Regions from separate parts of the Zea mays genome. Here region 2 is linked to region 1. A link is a contact called in public Hi-C data. All regions are on one chromosome and are shown on one strand. The core of a region is the stretch at or near the end of the contact, and the rest is flanking DNA. Distances in the headings are between cores, read along the strand shown. Region 1 has its middle 51 kb from the start of LOC542569. Region 2 has its middle 21 kb from the start of LOC100282913.

What was found. A called contact is a pair of places that touch in the nucleus more often than the background predicts.
Region 2: a Hi-C map of bundle sheath shows a contact between it and region 1, with 5 times the contacts expected there. The contact joins two enhancer-like sites. A contact is called at or near these places in 8 of 25 Hi-C or Micro-C datasets (bundle sheath, ear, leaf and 2 more).

What each region holds. Positions count from the first base shown.
Region 1 is chr1:222,530,562-222,533,838 of Zm-B73-REFERENCE-NAM-5.0, forward strand. No RefSeq gene overlaps it. Among protein-coding and RNA genes, the nearest start is that of LOC542569, 51 kb to the left of the region's middle. Within about 2 kb of position 1,785, at least 18 of the 20 cell types and tissues checked have an H3K27ac peak or open chromatin away from gene starts, as enhancers often do. A contact at or near this core is called in bundle sheath, ear, leaf and 1 more, where this site is marked.
Region 2 is chr1:222,765,077-222,768,353 of Zm-B73-REFERENCE-NAM-5.0, forward strand. No RefSeq gene overlaps it. Among protein-coding and RNA genes, the nearest start is that of LOC100282913, 21 kb to the right of the region's middle. Within about 2 kb of position 1,670, at least 15 of the 20 cell types and tissues checked have an H3K27ac peak or open chromatin away from gene starts, as enhancers often do. A contact at or near this core is called in bundle sheath, ear, leaf and 1 more, where this site is marked.

The DNA of each region.
Region 1 (3,277 bases), core at 535-3,034:
TACACTTGAGACACCCACGGGAATCTTCGGCAGGCCGTCTTGAGCTACGCTGCTTTGTATGTCACACACAGCATGGGCGAAGGCCCCATGGGTTCGTTCTTCGTTGCTCGGAAGCTCTTTAGCGTCCAACTGGTCGGAGGCCATATTAAATGTGGGCTTTGCTAATAGTAGACACATGCGTTGATCAAGTCGGCCCAAGTACCTTGCCGACCAAAATTAATGAGCATGAATAGTGGACAACAAGAAACATGCTCTCTTTTATGGGCCATCGCACCATGTACATTTAAAAATTCGAACAGTCAAATGCCCTTTTATTTATTTTTTAATTTTTTCGTATGACATATGAAACATGGGTTTGATGACGCTGTGGCAACGAAGGTTCTTATGTTGGAGCTTGGTTATGATTGTTTCAGATAGATCGTTTGTTATGTTTTTATGTTGGAGCTTTGGTTATGGTTGGTTCAGCTATGTTAGTTTTATGATCAATACAATCTCTGTTTTTAATCTGTTTGCTATTATGTTTTTTGTGAAGTGTAGTAATTTCCCACAGGATTTTGTTGTTCTTATTCTAGGGTGTTATATTTCTTTATATTAATATTCTTAAATAATGCCCTGCTCTTAATAAGTTCAGTTATCAGTTTTTGATAATTTACCTCGGATGCTTCAGGACTATGAAACCTAGAAGTAAACAGGTGCGTTTCAAATATACCATGATTAAAACATATCTCTTCTCTTGAGATGAGCAATATGGTTGTATCCCTTACTCCCTCTGCCTGCATTGTGATACATCGATCGTTTGTATTTGTGCTCTAAAGTATATTTTCATTTTTATGAAGCAATTGATATATCTTTTATTTTGTTATTTAGATTTGGTGCTTAATCAATCTATACTTCAAATAACTCAGCTAAGACAGTTTGCTCACTGATAATTTTATGTACTGAGGATATTTTTCGTTTGTAACAATGCTTACTACTGGAAACAGAAACATAACAAAAAGTTTCTCCACAGATTATAGTAGTAATATTATGCTGCAGGGGTGTCAGTTAATGTGTGGATGGATCTGGTCGGTGTCCGGCGAATTCTAGCTACTCAATTCTCCGATACAAAGAACACAAGAGAGTGGAACAGAATGACAAGGAGGTGCGGGTTGCATGTGCACGTGGGATTGACAAAGAGAGAGAGAGATAGAGGATCGTATTCGTACCATATCGGAAGGGCAGCGGACGTGTTTGGCCAGGGTGATGATATGGGAATATATATAAGAACCTCCCGTCAGTGAAGTTATGCTGCATTGCATGCATTCTGCTGCACTGCACTGCACTGCACTGCATGCTGTCCTGCAGTGCTTCCGTTGTGGAACTGACCGGCCAACCGTGATTGATTGAAGGAAGAATCGCAGTCTCAGTCTCAGCCTCAGGTGCTACCGACGATTCCGTTTTCGTGTGACGGACGAGGGAGGTGTGCTGGATGCAGAAAGAGTGGAAGAGACGGGGCGGTGCGGTGCGGATCCGTGGCGCCGGCGGCACGCGCGCGGGACTCAAAAGCAGCGAAGAAGAGACCGATTGCGCACGTGCGACTGCGCGAGCAGAGGCGCCCGGCCGACAACGCGTACGTCGGATCGGAGTCGGAGTCGGCCGAGAAAAAGCAAAGCGGCGTGCAACTAGCGGAGCCGTCGAGCGTTGCGGCGATATTTACGCCGCGCCCGCCTCTGGCACTGGCTACAGTGCATGACGTGTTCGTGTCTTGTCGCGTACCGAGCCGTCGTGCGTTTCTGAGTCAACCGGCCCCGGCCTGCCTGCGGTGAGGCAGACGGGTGGTGCGGCCGTGTAGGAGCAGGAGCAGGACAGTGCGATGCTGACGCTCCCTTGCTCCCTTTCCAGGTAAGAGGCAGAGGTACCCCCGAATCGGGATGTTGTTGATGCAAACAATTGTAGTAGAGTACTAGAGTACCCTACCCCCGGCGCCGCGGCGCGGGTACAGTTACAGTCCCACGGGGCTTTCTGCTCCATTCCAACTGCTGCCCAGTGCCCCCCCTGCTTTCAGCTGCTGCTGCTAGCTAACTAATCCATCGCACCTTATCTGCCTATCGTCTCTTATCTCCCGGATAAAAAGCGGCCAGCACCATCCATTCCATCTCCATCTCCATCTCCCGCCGCCGCCACCACCACCACCCTCCGACTCAGGTGTCCGACTCCGATCCTCGTCACGTGGCCGGCCCCCTCCTCCCCCTCTGCCACTCAAATCCATCGCCCCTGCTTTTTCTCTTCTTGGTATACCTGAGGATGTTGAGCAAAAGTACACCCAGCTTTTTATCTATCTAGTTGGAACACTGTTCCTTTACTCGACAACCAACCAGCCTTCTTTTTTTTTTATCATCATCATCTGTCAATCTAGGCTAGCTACCTATATATCCACTTCTACTTTATGTCAAGCATGTTTGATCTGCCGACTCTTCTAGTACGTAGCGTACCTTGCCGAAGCAGAGCTCCGTCTCGCACTGTGCATTTTGCTGCTCACGACACGTGCTAGGGCCGAGCGAGTGCTTTGCGTGCTCTCTCCACTTTTCACCTCCATCGTATCGGTCCAGCGGCTGCTGGTGCCATGCCAATAACGAGTCTCATGGCACTTGCAGATTATTGAAGAGCCTCCGACATAGACATATACATGTATAGCTCAACAAGTCACATCGTTTTTTTACTTTAATTTCTTTGGAGACACTTGAACGCTCCCGATCCTGTAGAATAGATCAAATATATATAGCCAATACATAATCGCAAATGGAGAATGTGTTTTTTTGTTTTTAAAACTAATATCATCTATCTCTACTACGCGTCTATGCCTAAGTGACTAGCAATAGCAGCCGCTCCAAACGTAGCGGCCGGTTTTCATTTTTTACTAAAGCCATGTTTGGTTTGATATCTAATTTCCTACACTTTAGCTAACTTTTCTGACTAAAGTTAGTTATTCAATTCGGACGACTAATCTTAAGCAAAGTGTGGCACATTTAGCCACAAACTAAACCCTAAACCCTAAATCCTTCTAACCATCCACAAAACAAGTGAGAAACATTTTAAGGTTTACTTAGTCCATTGACCGCTTGAATAATCAATCAAATAGAACAAGCGAAGTGGCATTCGAAAAAAAATATAGGTGTCTAATTATCTTATCTTCATGACAAAATCAACACATCTTTTACTACCACACTCCACACCAGTTGACCTTAGGACGATTATATTCTTGATTAGTACAACTCCTTTTTCTTAAGTACCAAAAGAA
Region 2 (3,277 bases), core at 420-2,919, 230 kb after region 1:
ATTGCTTGTTACCATGTACGATTAGAAGGAGGCAAACCTAGTTTAAGGAATATCATAGAACTTGAAAAAGTTAAAACTTGACTTAGACTCAGCTAGTGCTTTTGCCAAACTAATCCCCTCAGTAAAATAACTTTCATGGTCTAGAGGCAGAGGAGTAGACTCCTCACACTGGGTAAGTCTAGCTGAGTATTAGTATACTCAGCCTTGCTTGAGGCACAATTTTATATGTCTCTTACAAGAAATGGTTGATGGTGTGACTTGGTCGGTCACCCTGCCACCGGGGTTGGACAATCGAGTGGATGCTGCTTCAGCAAGAGAGGACCAGGAGGAGTAGTGGGCCAGGCTTCGCCCTACTCCCCAGTTATCATCGTTAGTTGATATACGCTGCACTAGAAGCAATGTTTCTTATTGTTGAACTCCGTTTCATGTAATAACTCAAGTACTCCATTAATATGTGATTTTATGCTTTATTGTATTTCTATGTGTCTAACCTTCACGTGAGCAAGTGGTATTCGATCCTTAATGAGTGGTTTGATCGGACTAGACCCGACGGTCTGACCGTTTATTCGGATTATTTAAGTGTGTCGCTGTTTCTAAGGCGAGACTTAGGCACTGAAGCTAGAATAATCTTGACGGTTTCGCTACACTCTGATCAGACATAGGTGCGTGTATATATATGTGTGTCGCTGTCGAGTGGTGCAGGGGTGACTGGGGCTTCCACCATATATTTGGAAGCACAGGGCTACCAATAGCCAATATATATACACACACGAAGCTGTAGCACTGAAGAATCATTATTATTACATGCATGGGCTGAAGCGTGCAGGCATGCATCCTATGCAGCGACGAGAACAAGTGCTACCACCCGGCCACCCACGCCCTGTACTAGCTAGATTCACACAGGATCGTAGAAGGAAGAAGAAAATAAGTAAGCTTAAAATCAAGATGATCCAATATAATCCTGCACCACCATTGGCCTCCTTGGATCACAGCAGCCAACATCAGAAAGGGGCCGGACCAAAGTGGAATCTCCGGTAATGACAAATCATTCCACCACCCCCTCCTAGGAGGATATCGTTTTCGGAGCCAATTAATTAGTATAGGTAGCTACCAATGCTGGGGATTGAGAGAGGTGCCCCGCGCCACTAGATAGACACACTACACGTACTAGCTAGCCACCACAGCCAGCCATGTGGGATCGTCGATCGATCGATCGATTCGAATGCAGGCGGAGCTGGATTCCACTCTACTGGTTGTTGGGCTGCTGCTTTCGCGCGCGAAAGCACACACACGCACAGTTTAATTTCCCTTCTTCCCCGGCCGGGCCCCGTACGTGGAACCATCGACAAAGAGAAAAAAATCAGAAGCATATGTATCCATGCTTCCAGGGAAATCGAGTGGCCAATCTACAGCTAAACAATCTAGAGCATCTCATGCATGTATGTATGTGCACAATTCAGGCTAGCTAGAGCCTAGGAACCAGCAACAACGACGTACGTACGTACGTTTATTCCCACTGAGCTGGGTTAATGATTGTGAGCCTCCCTCACGCGCGAATATTAGGCCCGAATGAAAAGGACGCGCGCTTTCAGTTGCAGCTAGCACTGGAGAGCTCGATCTGGTTGTGGTGTACTCGTAGCAAATAAACGTGAGGGTACGTACGGAGATGCATGCATGTCCACTGACGGACGACCTGCAGAGATATTGCAGCGTGTAGTGTAGTGATCAGTCGTCGTCACTGTCCTTCTCCCGGCCGGCCTTCTTTGTTGCATAAACAAAACTGTGGTTGCTGTAAAGGAATATATATATATAGAGAGAGAGATACAGCAGCGTTCGTGCGTGAGCGAGGAAGAAGCTAGGAAAAATCAGCCCTCAAGCTAGAAAAAGGCGCGAGTCGCGTCCCGGAAGCAAGCGGGTTGGCTTGCCCGTCTCTTTATTTTGCATTGTGTCGATCGGCCTTTTGTACGTCTTTGTTCGAATTCCAATGGCACATCGATCTCACGTACAGTTTGCTTTAAAAGCATGTACGTATGTATGCTTTGCGTTGCGCAAGAGGTGCACGTGTCGACCGGTAGCGGTAATAAACCTAGAGTGGAGAACTTGTTTATACTTTTTGTGGTCTTGTACGCGCGTGTTTCGTTTCAAGAAAAGGCGGTCCAGACCAAAAATATTAGCGCAAAGCATATCCAATATTTTTATAAAAAAACTTTGAGGGTACTTTATCACAGAATTTTTTTTCATGGCTTTGTTTATGATAATTAAGGATTTTTTTTTTTTTTGTTGTTGTGCTCACTTGTTGAACACATGGCGCGGCTGGCTTGGCAGCGGAAAAAATGCCGTTCGCCTAAAACGTGCAGCCTGCTCTGCTCTGTTTTCTGCCCATGGGCATGCTGCACGCCGGCCCACTGTTCAGCTGCCCGTAGCTGTGTAACATTCAGCTTAGCAGCCCAACAATATCCCTTGCTGCGGGAGCCCAGTTTAGATTTATTTTTTCCCCACATTCATTAACCTTGTGCGGACATACCCTCCTAGGGATGGCAATTGGACCCGTGGGTATGGATACCCACGGGTTTCGTACCCGATGGACATGGATATGGGTTAGAAAACTCACCCGTAGATCATGTCGGGTCGGGTACCCGAAATACGTCGAGTAGGGTACGGATAGTATATTTTACCCATGGGTATCCACTGGATACCCGAAATATTAATTCACAATTTCACATGTTGTGTTTTGGGCCCATGAAGCAAAGCAAAAAAAAGCCCAAAGGCAGTGGGACTCATTGTTGGGTTGTCCTATTCCTATTCACCTAACCCTAACCGGCTAACCCTAACTCCCTGAGACAGACAGACAGGCAGCCTGCAGCCGTCCATCCATTCATCCGCTAAGAGGAGAGGGAGGCCGGTCGGCCGGTGGAGCGGAGATGAGGGGGCAGACAGGCCGGTGGCGAGGAGGCAACGGCATTGCGGCGTGGTGGGTGGCCGTCGTGGCCCTGCAGCTGGGCCATTTGCTGAGCGGCGCGCGGGCGGGGCTGCTGGAGTCCAACCCGGGCCTGGCCTACAACTTCTACCAGAGCAGCTGCCCCAGCGCGGAGTCCATCGTCCGCAGCGTCACCTGGGCGCAGGTCGCCGTCGACCCCGCGCTCCCGGTCCGCCTCCAGCTCTCTCTCTCTCTCAAGCCAGCCGCAGAGTCGCTCGCCCGCTCCCGAGTGTGCTACTGCACCGTCGGTCGCCCGCCTGCTCCCGAGTGTGCTACTGCACCGTCGATCGCCCGCCCGCT